2 separate regions of the Sus scrofa genome follow, and region 1 is linked to region 2. Evidence: chromatin contacts called from public promoter capture Hi-C data. All regions are on one chromosome and are shown on one strand. Each heading gives the region's core, a stretch centred on a gene start, on an enhancer-like site or on the middle of the called end of the contact. The rest is flanking DNA. Distances are from core to core; before and after follow the strand shown. Region 1 holds the start of STOM (erythrocyte band 7 integral membrane protein). Region 2 overlaps GSN (a long non-coding RNA gene).

Region 1 (4,432 bases), core at 670-3,169, 40 kb after region 2:
CCATAAAAAGCAAAATAAAGAAATAATTAAAGAAAAATGAAAAAAGGTGACATAGACCAAGCAAAATTGTGTTTGTATGTATGATTTTCAGAGGAGAGGGTGCATAGCTTTCATCAGATTCTTAAAAGATTTCTGTCTAAAAATTAGTGAAGTGTAGAACCAAGAAAAAGAACTTGGGAGTGAAAGTTGGTCTGTAACCATGAAAAACAACTAACATTAAGTACAAAGATCATGCTTATTCCAAAAGAACTACAGGTTGCAGATTTCCCACTGCAGTTTCACCAAACTTCTAACCTTGTTCCCATAGCCCTTTAGTCTCCCTCCAGGTCAGGGCACAGAGGAAAGGATCCTGCCACCTCCCTTTCTAGGAAATGACAACTATCAAAGAGGCAGACTGCACAATTTTTATATGGGCAAACTCAGACTTAAAGTAGGGCTCCATTCCTTAGAAATTTGTGACTTCAAAACATCCTCCCTGTTACATTCCCCTGCTTTGGGAAGATAACTCTCCAATGTACTTAGCAGAGACAAGTGAGGGATTAAGATTTTTTATAATTCCTTTGATGTTCCTGAAGGAACTAAAGACAAAGATTGCTGGTGAAGGGAAACTGGGAAAGACAGGATCAGTGGACAAGGCTGGAATTACAAAATAATCAGAATAGATGCGGCCAGCACAGTGTTCTTTGTGCGGTGCTGTAAAAGCCCACCCAGTCCTTTAAATTTCTTTCACTATATCATTCCATCTGAAATTCCATCCTTAGAAATAATTCCTTTGGACCTCTAAGCGCCTCTGGGAGGAACCGGTACCCAGAGGGGTTTACTGCCTCTCTTTATGAAACCCTCCCTCCTCCCCAAGGAGTTAGCCATAAAGGTTCAAGGTGATACCCCTCTCAAGGGTACTAGTTCCTTCACATGGGAACACACTGAGCCACTCACACGATTTCTGCCTTCAAGATCGGGAAGGCCCTGATAGGGTAGGGAACTTGTGCTTTGTGAGGAACAAAAGCCCTGAAGGCGAGGTTCCTAGGACAAAGGAAGTAAAGGGGGCAGAAAGTGAAGCTGCTAAGAGATATGGGAAGAATGCCAAACAGAGACTTTCTTCTTTTTTCTGCAAATATGTCAGGCACTTGTGGAGAAACCATACAGGTCTGTCTTGCGGCTAATAGGAAATTGGCCAGGGTGGGGAGCAGGAATTCTTTCCAGTTCAGGCGGAGGGAGGCTCACTCGGGGTGGGCGAAGGCGGGGTGGTGGAGCTGGCCTCCGAGGAAGAGGGAAGGGAAAAGCAGGCCCTGGGTGTGGCGTGCGCCTTTGGATCGCGGCTGCATCACTCGCTGGCCTCCAGTCTCTCTTGCATTTCCACATCCGCGTGCGTGCCACGAGATAATGAGCAGAAAGCGCTGGCACAGGGCCTGGCATCTGGCAGCCGCTGGATAACGCAAGCCCCTGCTCTGGCTATGAACATCGGAGACGCGCCCTCTGTTGGCGCTTCCACTCAGTGCCGAGCACCGGGTGTGCACTCTGCACCTTAACATTCCTAAACCTAACTCCCAGCCCGAGAAGCAGGGCTCGTCATCCTCAGCGCACAAGTGGGGAAACCGCGGCTTTGGGCAGCGGTCGCTTGTCTAAGAAACATTGGACACAGTCCTGGAACCTCTGGGCTGGGGCTAGTTTCCGAGGGGAGGGTTAAGGGGTGGGCGGGAGACCCCAAGGGCCTCGTCAGGGGCACGGGGCTCACCCTTGAAGGAGTCGGGGAGCCGCCGAGCTTGGGCGTCCGCTGCTGGCCGCTTGTCAGACATGCTGCCCGAACCAGAGTAGCTACTCTTGCGTCGCAGTCACCAGGTCCGGGGCTGGAGAAGGAGCTGAGAGGAATGCCCCGCGAAGACTCAGGATCTCGAGACCCAGGCAGCGGTCCCGCCCCCTCCCTGAGGCCGGGCCAATCGACGCCCAGGACCAAGGAGGACACGCCCCCACCCTCCACCGCCCTCCCCTCCGGTGCAGCCGCTTCTGGGGCGCTTCCCTCAAGTCCCCGGGCTGGGGGGCGTGGCCTGAGGGGCGAGGCGCCCCGAAAGAGGGGATCCGGACTCTGGCAGCACCGGAAGGGAGAGAAGGCACCGGAAGGGAGAGGCAGAAGCCGTGGAGCCGGGGGGGCGGCTGCTGAAGAGAGAGGGGAGGGGAAGTTGAGTGATGGCCTGAGAAAAGGCTACGAAAAAGAAAAAGGCGCCCTTCTGGGCAGAAGACTTAGAGGAAAATGGTGCCCTCATTGGGCGAGGTGGGGTCCGAATGAGGGGAGGAGGCCGAGGGGCACCCGTGTGCCAAAGTGAGGGGGACGAGGCCCGCCCTGACCTGAGAGGACCGATGGTGTGAGGGGAAGAAACCGTGCCACCACCCTCGAGCCTAAGGGAATGAATTCGAGTGAGGTGCGTTTATTCAAATACAATCCTTTCTGAGCTCCTGCCATCACCGAGCAGCGTGCTCATTGCTGGGTGTAGAGCGGGCCCGCCCCCGTGGCATTGACACAGGTAACCAGCAAGCAAACAAGCCAAATCGTCACGTGGGGAAGATCTCGAGGAAGGGCGCAGGGGACTCAGGATAGCCGAAGGCAGCTGCATTAGTTACGGGGACAAGGAAAGACCTCTGTAAGGCGGTGGCATTGACCTGTGACCTCAACGATGAAAAGGAGCCGGCCTTGGGAAGGGGGACAGGCGGGACACGGGAGGTCAGAAAGGGAATTCCAGGAGGAGGGAAAAGCACAGGCAAGGGTATCCCCGACCTCAAGCTTTGCGTTAGGTGGTGACTGAAACTTCACATTTGAAAACCAGGCTCTGTTGTATTCTCCATGACTTGTCCTAATGCAAACCGTCCAAAGCAGGGTGATGTGCACCAGCAGGTGCACTTGTAAAACCATTTTATTTTGAAATAAATACAGATTCACAGGAAGTTGCAAAGACAGTACGGAGAGGTTATGTGTACCCGCTACCCAGTTTCCCCCAATGGTTATGTCTTACTTAACTGTAATATCAAAGCCAGGAAGTTGAGAGTGGCACAAGTGTACACATAGTTCTATGCCATATTGTCTCATGCATAGATTCGTATAACCACCACTGCAGTCAAGATAACAGCACTGTTCCATCACCACCAAGATCTCCCTTTGGCTGTGTAATACCCAACCCTGTGGTGTTTACATAATTGAAATGGTAGGGTTTCTCTGTAGTTGTAGCTCTGCCTTGTGGTTGTCAGGGTAGAAAGTGGAGCACCCACAATTGTAACAGGTGTTAGGGAGTGGCTGATCGCCTTTGCTTTGGGGTGTAGACTCTAGCATGTGATACTAGCCTGGTGCAGAGCTCTCAAGTTTATTTCCAGCCACATGTGGGAAAAGAGCTGTTTATATTCCTGGAGGTGGAATACAGCTTGTGCAGTCACTTGGTTTATAAGCCTTCTGGAGAAGATAAGGAGGGGAGTACAGTAATTTAATGATCCTTTCTAAATCATCCTTGAGAAAGTCCATGGCTTCATTTTTTCCATTCTGCAGTGAATAAGCCCCAGAGGCCTGGATTTCCTGTTTATGCTGCGGTTTCCAGGAAAGAGGAGCAAATGCACAAGCAGCTAATTAAAACCTCTAGTAAAGGAGGGCTTGGAGTTCCCATTGTGGTGCAGTGGTTTATGGATCTGGTGTCACTGAAGCGGCTTGGGTGGCTGTGGCGGCATGGGTTCCAGGTTGATCCCTGGCCTAAGAACTTCCATAAGCCACGGGTCCAGAAAAAAAAAGGGCTTGATTAAAAATTGCATATTGTGGAAAAGTATTTAGCTTTCGATTTTGCTGGAAAGGAAAATATTTCAGAATGAATTTATTTTTTGTACTCCTACCTGCTACCTTTGTTCAATTCTCAAGGCAATCCCAACAGCATCACTTCTAGAGAATTAGAAAAGAGACTTTTCCCTTTGGGAAAAAGACTTTGGTAAACACTTGCTGGCTCTGGTTTCAGATTGCATCAGTTCAGGAGCTAATTTCAGGCCCCAAACTAAGAACAAGTTTTGACTCGATTTTTAAATGACTTTCAGGATAGATGGGAGTTTACAGATTTTGATTTTATAATGCTGAATTTCACTTACCATGCACTGGTGTATTCTGCCTCTCATGCATATTCTTTATAAGTGTATTGATTAAACATACTTTAAACATAAGTATTAGTGTATCATCCTCTCCCTTTGTGGAGGATTTTTAGTCCTAAATTTTCTTCCAGTAACGGTTAGAAGTTAGAATGTTTTTTGAGGGAGTTCCCAATGTGGCGCAGTGGAAACGAATCTGACTAGTATCCGTGAGGATGTGGGTTTAATTTCCTGGCCTAACTAAGTGAGTTAAGGATCTGGCATTGCCGTGAGCTGTGGCATAGGTCACAGATGCAGCATGGATCCTGCGTTGCTGTCTGTGGCT
Region 2 (4,091 bases), core at 161-2,660:
CCCTAGGGGGCAGCAGAGCCAGGTGGGGAGATGTCGGGGGAGCCAGAGTTCTCCTTCCTCGATCCTACCCTTGGAGCCAGCAGGGTTTGGATTTGGATCCAGGGTTGGTGCCCCGAACTTTGACCATGACTGGGGGGTCCTCGGGGTGTCAGATGCCAAGCAGGATGATTACTGTCTTAGCTCATCTCAACAAGAGCTTTAGGATTAGCATTCTTGACCCCATTTCACAGAGGAAGGACCTGAGAGGGTGAGTCCCGTGCCTGAGTTCTCACCATCAGGGTGGAGCTGGGATCTGAGCTCTGACCCAGCAGTGGTTGTTCATCCTGGGACGTGACCCCAATACTCCCAGCGTCCATGCGAGATTGTCTTCTAGACTTAGCTAGGGCCAGGGTCACCACTGGGATCCAAAATTGAAATGGGCCCCCAAGCCAGGATCAGGTATGCTGTATCTGAGATCTCCCTGCCCCTCCCTCCCACCACCAAGCCCCTGACTGCAGTTGGCTTGTGGGGGACACTGGCTGGGCAGGAGGGGTCTCTCCAGATCTGAGAGGCTCTATCCTCACCACTGTGCTGGCTTCCATGCCCGGGGCTGACGTCACCATCCTGGAAGAATGTCCACGGACAATCCCTGTGCTTCCATTTAAGGGAATATTTGCAAACGGGCTCTCTTGGTTCTTAGACTAGACACAGGGTCAGCCAGGCAGGGCCTCATGGGAAGCAAGAGGCTGAGCAGTGCCCAGGGGACCTCAGGCTGCAGTGCTATCTCCAGCCTTCCTGGAACTCCCGTTCCCTTGCCCACCCCCCGAGTGCTGTAGGGTCACGTTCCACCCAGAGCATAGACAGAAGCGTGACAACCTCATTTGAGGGATGAGCCTGGGCCCTGCTGGCTGCAGCAGGTGGCAATGAGCCTGATGCCGCACAGGACTGATGCCTGCCCCCCACCCCTTTCCTGACTTGCCCTCTTTCTCCCTCCCAGAGCCGTGTGGTCCAAGGCAAGGAACCCGCTCACCTCATGAGCCTGTTTGGTGGGAAACCCATGATCATCTACAGGGGTGGCACCTCCCGCGAGGGTGGACAGACAGCCCCCGCCAGTACCCGCCTCTTCCAGGTCCGGGCCAGCAGCTCTGGAGCCACCCGAGCCGTTGAGGTAACACCCAAGGCCTGGACCCCGGGCAGGGTTGGCCTTTCTGAAACCTCCCAGGCTTGAAGGGCAGATCTCTGGGCACTGGGTCGGTTGGGGTTGGCTAAGGGGTTAACACACAGCTCTTCATACCTTCCGGCTTTGGCAGTGGGATTGTATGTCTTAGATTTCCTCTCGTTTCAAGAATGCCCAGTGCCCCCTATCTTGCATACCTTCCACAACGGGCAGCTCACTACCCTGCTGGGAGTCCATTCTTCACACTCTGGACTTTGTTCTCGATTACCTTCCAGCTGGCTACTCTCCCTTTCACGGTGGAAGGTGCAGACCTGAGCGCAATCCTCCTGAGCAGCCTTCCGGAGAATGGGACTGACACCTCTTCTGTTCTGGGCACTCAGTTCTGTTCTTGCGGCCCACATTCCTAGTCACAGTGCATTAATGACTCATGGGAGTCAGCTAAGCCCCTCGGTGTCCAAGTCCATGTCCTCAGCTCTGATGGGGCGTGCTCCTCCGAGTCCCCACCTAGGAGCTGGTCCTGCCGCAGCATCTCCGGGCAGTGAGGAGGGGGTCTGAGAGCTTTTGGTCTGGCTCCTGATTGATCGAGCATGGTCCTCCCAGGTGATCCCCAAGGCCGGCGCACTAAACTCCAACGATGCCTTTGTCCTGAAAACCCCCTCGGCTGCCTACCTGTGGGTGGGGACAGGAGCCAGCGAGGCCGAGAAGACCGGGGCCCAGGAGCTGCTCCGCGTGCTTCGGGCCCAACCTGTGCAGGTGGCAGAAGGCAGCGAGCCAGGTAGGAGCGGAGGCCAGAGGGACCCACTGTTCTCTGGGAATGCGGCCCTTAGGTTTCTCTCCGTGATGTGTGTTAATCACAGCGGGTTGGATGAAAATGAGGGCTGCGGTCAGTGAGAGGAGGCCTCCGGGAGTTAGAGAAAGGAGCTCAGTGTGGCCTGGGGCAGGCGGGGAAGGCTCTGCAGGAGATGGTCACTTGCTGGGAAGCCTTGAAAGATTGTAGGCAAAGTGAAGTCAGCCATGCAATGAGACACCAACATCAAATGCTTTCACTGACATGTGGACTCTGAAAAAAGGACAGACGGAACTTCTTTGCAGAACAGATGCTGACTCACAGACATTGAAAAACTTATGGTCTCCGGAGGAGACAGTTTGGGGGGTGGGGGGATGTGCTTGGGCTGTGGGATGGAAATCCTGTGAAATTAGATTGTTATGATCATTATACAACTACAGATGTGATAAATTCATTTGAGTAATAAAAAAAAAAAAAGAAAGGTTGTAGGCAGGGTAACAGCCCCACAGGGGCTGCGATGTGTCTTAATCATGAGATTCTCCCTGGACAAAAATGCTACAGGCCTGCTTTGTTTCCAGAGCCCAGGTCAGAGTGGTCTTTCTGCCTGCTCCCTCCTGCTTGATGCTTAGCAGATATGGGGAAGAGTAGTTCTGTCTAGAGCAGCACAGTCCACTGGAACCTTCTGAGAGAATGGGCATGTTCTATATCTGCCAGGTCCAATCTGGGGGCCACTCGTCACATGTTTATCTTAATGAGCACTTGAAATGTGACTGGCAAGAAAATGCATTTAAATGTAAATAGCGCCTGTGGGCTGAGCAGGTCTAGTGGGAAAAGATGAGGTGGGCATCCTGGCTGCACCACGTAACAAGCTGTGTGATGTTAGATGAGTTGCTTGACCTCTCTGAGCCTCATTTGTTGAGTGGGGATAATTATCCCCATCCCACAGTGCTGTTGTCAGTCTCAAACCAGAGCTAGTCCTGGCTGTGTGTCTACTGCCAAGTCTGCCCTCTCTGGGCCTCTGTTTCATCACCTTTGAATCCCTCAGGCCCCTTCCTTCTTTGGCCTCCTGGGACTTGAAGGTGGAGGGTGGGGACGGAGAGCAGGGTTTGTCCTGGGGTCTGGGGAGAAGTGCTGGGGGGGGGTTGGGGTGGGGTGATGGTGTCCGTTGGTGACTAGTGCCACCTCCCTTCACAGACAGCTTCTGGGAGGCCCTGGGCGGGAAGGCCGCCTACCGCACGTCCCCACGGCTGAAGGACAAGAAGATGGACGCCCACCCTCCCCGCCTCTTCGCCTGCTCCAACAAGATTGGACGTTTTGTGGTGAGCCCCGGTTGGGGGGTGCTACCTCTGCTTTCCCAGCAGAGCTGGGGAGAAACCCTTCAGACAGCAGAGCCCAGACTGCTGCAGGCTGGAGCCTGCTAGCTCCCTCACAGGCAGGTAGAGCCAGCCCACCCCGAGAGGGAAGGAGCTCATGCGCTTTCATTCGCCTCTTCTGTTCCTTCCCAGATCGAAGAGGTTCCTGGCGAGCTCATGCAGGAGGACCTGGCCACTGATGACGTCATGCTCCTGGACACCTGGGACCAGGTGGGTGAAGAATGCTGCTACAAGTCATTTTCCCTTTCTTTTCTTTTTTCTTTTTTTTTTTGTCTTTTCTAGGTTTTGGGTTTTTTTGTTGTTGTTTTTGCCTTTTTGCCTTTTCTTGGGCCACTCCCGCGGCATATGGAGGTTCCCAGGCCAGGGGTCAAATCGGACCTGTAGCCGCCGGCCTATGCCACAGCCACGGCAACACCAGATCCGAGCCGCATCTGTGACCTACACTACAGCTCATGACAACGCCGGGATCCTTAACCCACTGAGCAAGGCCAGGGATCGAACCCACAACCTCGTGGTTCCTAGTTGGATTCGTTAACCCCTGAGCCAGGACGGGAACTCCTCTTTTTTCTTTTTTTGGGGGGTTTTTAGGGCCATACCCGCAGCATATGGCAGATCCCAGGCTAGAGGTTGAATCAGAGCTGCGGCTGCTGGCCTACACCACAGCCACAGCAATGCAGAATCTGAGCCGAGTCTGTGACCTACACTGCAGCTCATGGCAACGCTTATACTTAACCCACTGAGCAGAGGCCAGGGATTGAACCTGCATCCTCGTGGA

The links. Promoter capture Hi-C pulls out the DNA fragments that hold promoters and counts their contacts.
Region 1: a promoter capture Hi-C map of liver shows a contact between it and region 2, with 7 times the contacts expected there. The contact joins the promoter of STOM here to the enhancer-like site in region 2. A contact is called at or near these places in 2 of 5 promoter capture datasets (fetal liver and liver), 15 of 47 Hi-C or Micro-C datasets (alveolar macrophages, brain, embryonic fibroblasts and 8 more) and 2 of 2 datasets of contacts at active chromatin or transcription factors (alveolar macrophages and skeletal muscle).

What each region holds. Positions count from the first base shown.
Region 1 is chr1:261,405,794-261,410,225 of Sscrofa11.1, forward strand. It overlaps STOM (erythrocyte band 7 integral membrane protein), which reads right to left and starts at 1,920. Exons shown (of 7, transcript XM_021068281.1): 1 at 1,736-1,920. The coding sequence starts at 1,796. It also overlaps the pseudogene LOC110259667.
Region 2 is chr1:261,365,846-261,369,936 of Sscrofa11.1, forward strand. GSN (a long non-coding RNA gene) reads left to right here. Exons shown (of 18, transcript XR_002337470.1): 13 at 977-1,147; 14 at 1,757-1,931; 15 at 3,138-3,262; 16 at 3,449-3,526. Among named protein-coding and RNA genes, the nearest start is that of STOM, 40 kb to the right of the region's middle. Within about 2 kb of position 1,411, at least 9 of the 83 cell types and tissues checked have an H3K27ac peak or open chromatin away from gene starts, as enhancers often do. A contact at or near this core is called in liver, where this site is marked.